Regions from separate parts of the Mus musculus genome. Here region 2 is linked to region 1. A link is a contact called in public Hi-C data. All regions are on one chromosome and are shown on one strand. Each heading gives the region's core, a stretch centred on a gene start, on an enhancer-like site or on the middle of the called end of the contact. The rest is flanking DNA. Distances are from core to core; before and after follow the strand shown. Region 1 holds the start of Mcee (methylmalonyl CoA epimerase). Region 2 holds the start of Lrrc28 (leucine rich repeat containing 28).

Region 1 (5,502 bases), core at 902-3,401:
GGATATGATATCTGAAATGGGATTGAGACCTACAGGTAAAATAGAGTATCCTGTACAGATGTGGAAACACATAACTCTGGTTTTCAGACAATGTGAAGAACAGAAAGACCAAGACAGCTGTAGTGTGACTGAGGAGGCAGAGTGTACGGCTGAGGTTATAGAAGCTGGGGGGGGGGGGGTGGCAAGACAGAAACCACGCAGAGTTCTAAGACAGGAACACTTTAAGCGTAATGAGAACAGAGTTGCAGGCTGAAGTTTGAAATGATAATTTACAATGTGGAAACAAAAAGCACGATAGAGTTGAGTTGTTAGAAAGCTGATGAAGCATCGCAAAGGATTTTTATGTTGGAGACGCAGTCAGTATGACAACTAGGAATCAGTGTCTAAATATAGCGTAGGCAGGATGCTAAAGGGGATAGAGAAAATAGGACAGAGAAAAATGAAAGCATCAAGGAAGCAGACTAGCTGAATCTAAATAAATGAAATGATAGAACTGCCTTTTCGTGGGGCCGTAAACGTAATGGAAACAGGGAAATGACTTCAGGGGAGAGAAGAGTACAGGAGGGGGTAAGGAGCTCTATTTTGGACACAATGAGTCTGTGATACTGTTGCTAAGATTTTCATTATAAGTCAGAGTCATACGCAAACTTTATATGCCCCAGTACAGGGGAATGCCAGGGCCAAAAAATGGGGAATGGGTGGGTAGGGAAGTAGTGGGGAGGGTATGGGGGACTTTTGGGATAGCATTCTAAATGTAACTGAGGAAAATACGTAATAATAAAAAATATTTAAAAAATAATAAGTCAGAGTCATAATTTTACAGAACTTAATCAAAGTGCTGGGAAGAAAGAAGTCTCTCCTATTTTTTTTAAATTTATTTTTCTTTCCTACAAAGCATCCCAATTGCAGCCTCTTCTCCCTCCTCACCTCCTCCAGATCCACAGTACTCCTCCGTTTCTCTTCAGAAAAAGTAGGCTTCCAGAGATATCAACCAAACACAACCCCTCATTTCAAGGCAATCCGGCAGGGGTACAAGAGCTCCAAGAGCCTACTGCCACTGCTACAAGTTCCACAAAAATCCCAAGCTTAACAATCACAATATATATGCAGAGGACCCAGCGCTAACCAGCGCAGGCTCCTTGATAGCCAGTAAAGTCTCTGTGGGCCCCTCCCTGAGCCCTGGTTAGTGGATTCTGTGGGCCATGTTCTTGTGGTGTCCTGGGACCCCTATGGCTCCTACAGTCACCCCTCCTCCCTCTTCTGCGGGCTTCTCCGAGCTTCGTCTACTGTCTGGCTGTGGGTCTCCACCACAAGTCATGAAAATGCATTGACAAGCAACAAGTACGTACTTTCAGTGTGTATTTTGGGGACAAATTCAGAAAGCATATTCCGCCCTCAATGAGCCTCTCTGGACGCGAATAACTGGGCTTAGTGCAATAGCCCACAACTAGGAAATCTGCACCGAGCCGCTTTTACTTTTAGCATTTTGACAGGCCAACGGAGCAAAAACTGTCTGAAGTTGGGGCTAAGCGACCTGTACTTTCCCTTCCTGGCTTTCAGAAGTTGCCATATGCTGGCCCGCCCAGCACCGGTGAGATGCGCGCTGCTCTCTCCCAGACCTGGATCTGTACTTACGTGAGGAAACACTCCGGTCGGTTGGTGGCTTTCCTGATTTCCCTCAGACACCGTTCCAGAGTCTGTCGACGAAACACGCGAGGCGCCATAGCTACACACTACGGCACCACGCGAGTGCTGCGAGCCGGCCGGCCGGCCGGAAGCAGTACGCCAAACACACGCCTTATGCAACCTGAAGCTCAGAGCCTAAAGTTCCGCCACACACAGGTTCCGGCCTATAGCCGCAAACACTTCTATTGGGCATGCGTAGGGGTGGGGCAGACCACCGAAAAGAGCCATTGGTCATCTCAAGCGCCTTGGCACTTTCTCCAAATGTTTTGTATTTCTAAGACCACAGTGGTGTCGCGTGATTGCTTTCTGCTTTTGCATTCGATACAATAAGTATTTTAATGTAACGAAAAAGAAGGTCGCTTCACGCCGCACCCGCCACTCCCCCGCTCGTCCCGCCGTCAGTCAAGCTCCGCGTCTCGTGACCCCGCCCCAGGTCTCACGCCCCGCCCCTTGCTCGCCCAGCTCTCTTCAGCGGTCTAGCTCCCTGAAGGGTATTGGGCACCCCGGACTCGCGCCCCGTCCCTGCCCCGTTTCCACGCCCACTTCAGCTTTGACACGCCCCGGGCCTCAGTCCCCGCCCCCTGCCCACTCTCCCAGTTGTCTCTGCCCTAGGTCGCTGTGCAAGCCTGTAGCTTCTGGACATGAGGCGTGTAGTGAAGGCCGCCGCGTTGGCTGCGGGCGCTACAGGTGAATACGGGGCACCATCAGGGGCTCCGGGTGCGGGGCACGCTGGACGGGAGGCCGCGGGTGGCCAAGGCCTGGGTCTGAAGTGTTGGGCTCCCGGAGCTGCACTCTCTTAGCACGGGAGTTCCTTATTGTCCTCTGTGCACAGGGGTTGCCCTTGGCAAACGTGGACCAAACAGGTAATCTGCCTAGGAACACAGCAAGTCAGGACTTGCAGTAAATCTAGAGGGGACTTGAGTTATTTATTATATGTGTGCTCTAAGAGATAGGAGAAAAGAGCAAAGTGGCGAGTCCTGAAAGTGACTCCAAGCCTGTTTTACACACGTACCACACTAAATGTTTTCATCTGACATGAGCAGGAAAGGAACAAGCGGAAGGATTTGTAAGTTCCTTGAATTCTTTCGACCTCCATCTCTTTTATCGATAAGCAGAATCTTGGTGACAGATGCCCAACTTTCCCGCCTGTCTCACTTTCTCTTCCATTTTCTTCTTTCTTCATGATGGCAGTTACTACCCTCAGTCTGAGATTGTCTACCTGGAAGAAAATATACGGCAGTATGGTTCCAGAGTTACTCTGCTACAATTGTGACAAATCCATTAGCTAGCATGCTTAAAGGGTGTTAGGCGAATGAACTGGAAGGCCTGGAGAGTTCTGTCTGCTCACCTGTGGAAACTAGTCATCTTTCCAAGTCTGCTCTTAGGTTGAATTTGGTTTTTGTGGAACCCTCTAGCCTTTCCAGTCAATCACAAAATTCCTCGTCTGCATTAACAAACAAGTCTCCAAGGCAAAGTCATGGGCCACAAACACCCCACCCCCCCACCCCCCCACCCCCGCGCAAAAAAAATAAATAAATAAAGCTGGGCATGGTGGCGCACACCTTTAATCACAGAGGCAGTGGTAGGTGGATTTCTGAGTTCGAGGCCAGCCTGGTCTACAAAGTGAGTTCCAGGACAGCCAGGGCTATACAGAGAAACCCTGTCCAAAAACAAAAACAAAAACACCTTAGTACTGTGTGTATGTATATTGTAGCAAAAGCCAGAGCACAAAAGTGAAAATGATTTTCTGATTAACAGTTAATGCTGGAGTTTTGCTAATACTCCCTGTTGTATATATGCCGGGTCAAATATAAGCCACCTTCTTAGCTCACTCATCATACGTTGGGTTTTTTGTTTGTTTGTTTGTTTGTTTTTTTGTAAATATCTACTAAAGCAGAATCACTCCTCTCTTAGCAAGCTCTCTCTCAGAAATTAGGCATTACTCGTCAGACATACTAATGATACTAAAGACTGAGAATCTGGGCTGAGACTGTAGCTGAGATGCTGCAGTGCTTTCCTAGTGCACAAAGCCTGGGTTCAGCCTTCGTTCCCACATAAACCAGTGTGGCGGTGCATACCTGTAATCTCAGCACTTGGGAAATATGCATGGCTCCATCCTCCGGTAAACACCGAGCTTGAGGGCAACCCAAGATTCATGAAACTGCATCAAACTAAAATATGATTGTATTTTTCAATTGAGGGAAAAAGGGGTTTGCAAAGGACTCTGGGTATAATTTCATGAGAAGTACTTGTCAAGTTATATAAGGGCATAGGTTTGATTCCCAGCATGGAAGGAAAAGGAGTGAGTAGAACACATTAGTTTCTCGACATCAACTCTGATGTCTGACAAATCTGGACTCAAGCCTTTGCCATTTAAAGTGATGTTGCAAAGAACCTAATCTTGATAGGCCTAATTCCAGATTTCTAAAAATGGAGGCCATAATATCAACCTACAGAGTCCCAACAAAGATTAAATAGCTCAGGTATTCAGTGTGCCTATTTTATGGCAGTGCAAACTAAAAGGCAAGGCCATGCTACCCTCCCACCTCAGAGCTTGTGCTTTCCCAACCTAGTCCCAAACTACATTTTACGTTTGTGACTTCCCAAGAGTCGGAATACAAATATCTTTGAAAAGTTAGCTCGAGGCTGGGGGATGGCCCAGCCAGTAAAGCGCCTACAGGTGCGATGACCCAAAGTGTGATGACCTGAGTGCTGTTCCCCAGCACACGTGTAAAAGAAGTTAGCCATGATTGCACACATCAGACCGAGTTGTGGCCCTGGGGAAGGAGCACAGGCAGATCTCCAGAGCTCACTTACCAGCCAGTCTAGCCAGTCACCATGGGATTCATTTAGAGACTTGTCTCAGAAACAAACATATAAGGATAATGTAGAGGATACTTAATTTCATCTTCTGGCCTTTGTGAACACACACACTTGGCTTAATGTGGTAATTCATAATATATACTTATATCAGAACACCACATTGTAAATTTTCTCAGTGGATATGATTTATGCTCGTCAATCATACCTCAATAAAATTGAGGGAGGAGTTATATTATTTTAAACCTTTTATTTCCAGTTGCTTGGCCTACAAGATTTTATCCACAGCCTCTTACTGCAGAATCATAACTCTTTCTCCTTTAGATAAAGCTCACAGAACTATTAAAAATGTGCAGCATTTATTAGATTCATCATGTTGTACATGTGCCACCGTGGTCATGTTGTAAATGTTTTCATAACCCAAACAGAAGCCCACGTGTATTAAACAGTCTCTCTCCGTCTCAGTTATATTTCTATTGCTATGAAGACACCACAACCAAGGCAACATTGGAGAAAGAATTTATTGGGGCCTTGAGTTCCAGAGAGTGAGTCCATGACCATTACGATAAGGAAGCAATGGCAGCAGGCAGGGAGGCAGGTATAGTGCTGGAGCAGTAGCTTGGAACTTACATCCTTATCAGCGAGTGGGGAGCAGAGAAGGAGACACTAAGAAACCTCAAAGCCCACCCCCTCTGGCATAATTCCAACAAGACCACAACTCCTAACCATCCCCACACAGTTCCATCAACTGGGGAGCAAGCATTCAGATATATGGGTCTATGGGAGCCACTCTCATCCAGACCACCCCAATCCCCAGTCTCTCTTCCTTCCAGCCTTTTGTAATCCCGTTCTGTCTGTCTCTGTGCTGTGAACTGTTCTAGATGCTTGATATAAATGGGATCATACTGTGTATGATCTTATGTCCAGCTCTTATCATTTAGCATGATGTTTTAGAGGTTCTTCCTTGTTAGAGTGTCAGTAAGGTTGAGTGATAGA
Region 2 (5,502 bases), core at 1,735-4,234, 3.3 Mb after region 1:
CTCAGGTAACTCATGTAACATAGCAGTTAATATGTTGGTTAAATTGACAACGAAGCTACATCTGACATCTTCCTAGGCATAGATGGACAAGCTTCACTGTTAACACATGAGGACAGACAAACTTCTTTAGTAACACGTGAGGAAACAGATTCAGGGCTTCCAGAACTTGTCAAAGGTGGAATGGTTCCTAAGGAATTCAAAACAAAGATCTGACCCAGGCCTCGTGTGGGTTCTTAACCATGAAGCACAAGGTTTCAGAAAACATTAAGGACATGAAAGTACACAACAACAAAATTGCTCAAAAAGTCAATCTTTTTTCTAGACATCCCTTCTAGTTTTTTATTGAGAAAAAGTAAAGAGCAATTTCAATTATTTTATTCATTTCAAGACAATAATTCTCAATGAACAGTCATATGAAGGCTTTCAATGAACAGGATTTTATAACTTTGGGGTTAATTTTTATCATTTTCAAAGTCATTTCTTAGCTCAGATGTCAGCAGCTGCCATTTTACTTAAGAGTATTCTATGGAGTGTTCAGTTAACAGCCCCAGATCAACCTAAGAATCTAATACTTCCCCATACTTGTTCCAGCTACTTCCTTCCTCACTTTATTGCCAGGCATCTTTACTTTATTTTATTTTGGTTTTTCGAGACAGGGTTTCTCTGTATAGCCCTGGCTGTCCTGGAACTCACTTTGTAGACCAGGCTGGCCTCGAACTCAGAAATCCGCCTGCCTCTGCCTCCTGAGTGCTGGGATTAAAGGTGTGCGCCACCACGCCCGGCTACCAGGGGTCTTTATATAAAGTGAAGGGAACTATAGCACTGGCTATACTGGTCCCATCAATGCTTTTGTATGGAGACAAAGCCAGAACAATTACTCCAGAAGGGTAATTAATGCACTGAGTACGGGGAGTGGTTTAGATGTCTTACAGCATCCCCAATGTCATACAACTATGCACTGAGTAAGCGGGAGTGGTTCTTTGATGTCTTACGGCATGGCCAATGTCATACCTTCCCAACAGCTGTCAGAGCTCATCACCAGGTTTTCCTGTCTCAGCAAATGTGGGGGAAGCACCCTTCTAGCCACACAGCAGCGCAGCTGGGAGTCAGAAAAGGATAACCTCCTGTCCATCACAGTTTCTTCAATCAAGGCCAGGGTCTCTCTTTCCAAATACATCTCAGTTCCAGCCATCTCTCTCCAGCTGCCCAACCCATAAGCCACCGCCATCTCCTGCCTTGGCTAGCTGTGCCCCTGGCCTCCACATGTCCACTTGCATCACTCCCTACGTATCAATCACAGCAATGGGCCTCTGAAAACACACTCATAATTGCACCTCTTCCTCTCAGGTACGTCTTACTAAACAAATCCTTTAGCAACTCCTTATTGAGAAAAGCAAAGCCTTACAAAGCTTCCTTGACCATCGGGCCCAACCTGCCTGTCCAGCTTCCTCTGTGGCATTCACCAAGTTCCTGACCTCTCTTAATCCCGGGAGCTACCAAACTTCTCCAAGAAGTTGCTGCTCTCCTCTTAGGCTGGAAATGCCTCTCTCGTCTTGCAGGTTTCAACATTAAACTCACCTCCCTATCCCAAACTATTTATTTCCTTGGCTCTCTCTCAGAGCAAGCCAGTTGTTCAGTTTTTACTATTTGTTTTATATTATATGTCTATAGATCTAGATAGATATGCACACCTGTTTACGGACAATTTAGATGAGAGTCTGTAAAACCCTAAATCCAGAGGAATGTTAGTTTCTTCATTTCTGCATGCCTGCATAATACAGTTTCTAAAATACTTTTAGCTTTCAAACAGCTAATAAGTGGATGAAATCAGAGTAACTGTTCCAAGGTTGATTTTTTTTAATCTACCCATTGAGATCACTCACAGACAATTTAAACTCGCTGTCATAAATATCTTATTCTTCACAGCCAAGCAGCACAGCAGACATTAATCCACTTTACAGATGAGGTACTTTGCTACAACCGAAATGCAGGTGGTCCTAACTCCAAAGTCTGGGCACCACCTTTCCTATAACGCAGCCTTTTACAATTATAAAATGTAGCCATTGTGTCATTCTTATAAAACAGCCAAAGATTACACACAAGAAAGTTTCCCTTTTGCAAACTAAAAAACCATATTCAAAATCTTCACTCCCTGTAGCCAGATGGCTCTCTCTGAATGTTCCACCTGGCACCGGTTACTTCAAAAGCATCATTAGGCTCTGCTGAAATGCATCTTCGTACAAACTCGGAAATTACGTGTATGCAAATGAAATCCAAAAGCTTCCAAAGATGAACGTACTCTTGGCTTCCCAATATGCACTCACTGGCAATACAGCCTTTTTAAGTTCTCCTGGCCCTTTCAAAACGTCACCCCCTGCCCACGGTTACTGTAAATAATGTAACGGGTATTGACTAGATACATTTGCTCCTTCAGTTTTCTGAAAGTCCAACACCAGTCTTCTCAGGAGAAACACAATAATCTCTCAAGTATATCCCCATTTTAAGTACAGGTATTTTAAAGAGTAGCCCATAACTGACTTCCCAGTACTTAATTTGACGGAATACACAAGCCGGCTCTCTAACACTGGAGATCAGAGACAAACTGCATACTACAAACATCTGTAAAAGGCTGTTTTCTCCAGGAGAAAAACTACCAGACGTCTTGGTTTTGCCCGAGTTAGTTCGAGTCTAAAGGTCGTAAGAATTCGGAAGCAGGGAGCCCAGGGGCAGGGACTCAGATGATGATACCGGGATACTCTGGTACCAGGGGCCATGGAGGACACGGCAGCGGTGGGGATCCAAGGCCGGACAACCCACTGTTCCTCTCCCAGAGGCCCAGGCGCTTCTGTGGCGACGGGGATGAAGCGTCCCCACGGGGAGTCGAGCCAGCGGCTTCGACCTGTGAGCCTGGAGACCGGACACTCACCTCGGCGCCCGCTGACCGGCACTCAGCGGCTCAGGCTGCGCTGGTAGGCAGTCTAAAAACACAGGGAGGGCGGGGCTACGGGGCGGAGCCTGCGGAGAGGCGGGCCTGGCTAACTGGAGTAGGGTTCGGGGAAGAAGGGGGCCAGGGCAACGAAACCTCGCGATAGTTCGCCTCAGTTCTCGCTGTCCTACAATAGGCGGGATGAGAGAGTCATTTTCAGAACCAGACGCTTATTGGCTGAGAGCGCGACTTCCTCTAGCGTCCTGGCTTCCGGCTCCGGCTTGGAGCTGGGTGTTCAGAAAGTGGGTGTACTGCGTTAGCGTTTAGGTGGGTTGTTTAGATGGCGCCAGCCTCAGCGTCTCCAGTCAGTTCTTTTAGTCACACATTCATTCCGCTGCCAACAGTCAAACTCGACGTCGAGCGATTAAATCCCTGGCATCGCCCTGTGTAGCCTTGCATCTGTTCGATCAGCCATTCCGGCTACTGTTCCACCGCCAGTCTGACTTAAACAGAAGCCGTCGGGCTTAGGTAACGCAAGTCAATGGAGTCAACAAGCAGAACTTAAGCACCGGATTTAATGTCTCCGAACGCTCACTGATCGCTGCCGAAGGTGGTGTCTACCTTTAGACAAGCGTGGCGCAGGCATGGTGCTGCACGCCTGAATCCCAGTGATCTGAAAGTGGAGACAGGAGTAAAGGCCAGCCTCAGCTACGTGAAGGCACTGCCTCGTAAATAAAAATTTAAAAAGAAACAGGCCCTAGTGTGAGAAATAACTGAGGACAATCACAATTTGGTGAAATAACCTGGCAGTTCCTGTATGGCTAAGTAGACGGTCGATGAATACCTTAAGACTAAAAACCCGATTGTTCTGATGCAGCAAGCCTCTGCTACTCTAAGGCTGAGGCTGTAGGTGAAACCAATCACAAGTATTTCAAAAAGAAAGGGTGCAGGTGCGTAGCTCAGTAGAGGCACTCAGGTCAAGCCCCAGTACCAGGGAAGAAAAGTGAACATTTTTTTAAATGCAGTGCACAGAGATGCAACAACTTTCGATCTTTAAAATTTCCTCTAAGACTTAACTCTATTGTTTGACGAAACCCATTATGTACATGAGGTGTCTCAAATCCATCCCCCGCCCCCCATTAGGACTTACCCTTTGGGGGTTGGAGAGATGGCCCAGGGGTTAAGAGCACTGACTCCTCTTTCAGAGGTCCTCAGTTCAATTTCCAGCAACCACATGGTGTCTCGCAACCATCTAATTAATCTGATGGACTCGGATGCCTTCTTCTGGGTTGTCTGAAGAGAGAGACAGTGTATGCACATACATAAAATAAATACATCTTTTTAAAAACAAACAGAAAACCTTATTCTTTGTCCTTTAAAAAAAATTGATGAGCTTTTGATCAGTCCTGGCTCGACAAAACAAAAACAAAAGGATGTTTGTTAATTTGCATAGGGGCTTCTTGTTAGGCATCCTTATTTTAACTATCCAGCCATCTATCTAATTATCTGTAAGTAAAAATAATATGACACTACAGGTAACTAAAGAATGCTGAGCTCAGGAGAAATAGTATTCCCCCAGGAAAAGCACATCAACTGATTAACCAATACCAAATGGCCAGCCCTGAAAACTCTCTCTCTCTCAACTAACAACAACAATTAAAGAAAAAAGAGGCCATGAATATGAAAGAGAGCAAAGGAGGGCTACATGGGAGGCTTGGTCAGAAGGGAAGAAAAGGGAAGCGATGTAATTATGATTTCAATATACATGTATATATAATACTAATAATTGGAGTTCACAAGAAAAGGAATAATAGAAAACATTTCTGGAGTCAGCTTCTTAGTTTTTGTCTTAATTTTGCACATTGAGGTCCAAATTTTGCTCATGAAAAGTGAATCATGTTAAAATAGCTTTTACTCCCTCTCCAAATTGATGTTAAAATTCCTATATTGATAGTATGACCACTGTTAGAAATTTAGTTGTTTTGCGGAAGATCAATTTACATATTTAAAAAATAAGACTCTAAATGGATTTTTTAAAATATTTATTTATTTATTTATTTATTTATTTATTTATTTTACAATCTCTGGCAACTTTTAACTTCAACAAGTCAGCGATACCACTTTAAGAAAATTCCAAGGAAAAGGCTGCCCCTGATCTAAAATTCCCACCTCTGGCTTCCAGGGATTGGATTACAAAGTTTGACAAACTTCTCTTCTCCACTCCCTATTGGTGAAGAAGCTATCATTCTTTCTTTGGCCTGGAGTTTTGTTAAGTACCGGGTTGCTTTATGGAAAAATGCTGGGTTTTTTTTAGGACGAAACTGCTCTGTTTAGACTTGTCTGTGGTTATCAGGCTGTAGAATCCTTAACTTGATACAGAGGGAGCCAAATTGGCAACTCAGATTTTCAAGAGAACTGTGAAAAGGAAAAGGACTCTCTCTCCATGGGACCGCTAAACTCACAAAGGATTTTACGACAAAGTTGCAGATACTGAGCCTTAAGGAAACTTTCCAGGTGTTTTGTTTTGCTAGTTTTAAAGGAACGTCCAAAGAAAACCAGAGGAAACACCTGGTGCT

Evidence for each region. Hi-C and Micro-C count contacts between places; a contact is called where the count stands out from the background.
Region 2: a contact with region 1 is called in a Hi-C map of B cells, with 5 read pairs. The contact joins the promoter of Lrrc28 here to the promoter of Mcee in region 1. A contact is called at or near these places in 1 of 39 promoter capture datasets (pre-B cells) and 2 of 484 Hi-C or Micro-C datasets (B cells and CD4 T cells).

The regions. Positions count from the first base shown.
Region 1 is chr7:64,390,471-64,395,972 of GRCm38.p6, forward strand. Mcee (methylmalonyl CoA epimerase) reads left to right here and starts at 2,152. Exons shown (of 3, transcript NM_028626.2): 1 at 2,152-2,373. The coding sequence starts at 2,328. It overlaps Mphosph10 (M-phase phosphoprotein 10 (U3 small nucleolar ribonucleoprotein)), which reads right to left and starts at 1,766. Exons shown (of 11, transcript NM_026483.2): 1 at 1,636-1,766. The coding sequence starts at 1,724.
Region 2 is chr7:67,642,252-67,647,753 of GRCm38.p6, forward strand. Lrrc28 (leucine rich repeat containing 28) reads right to left here and starts at 2,985. Exons shown (of 10, transcript NM_175124.5): 1 at 2,927-2,985. It overlaps Ttc23 (tetratricopeptide repeat domain 23), which reads left to right and starts at 5,159. Exons shown (of 11, transcript NM_001168475.1): 1 at 5,159-5,502.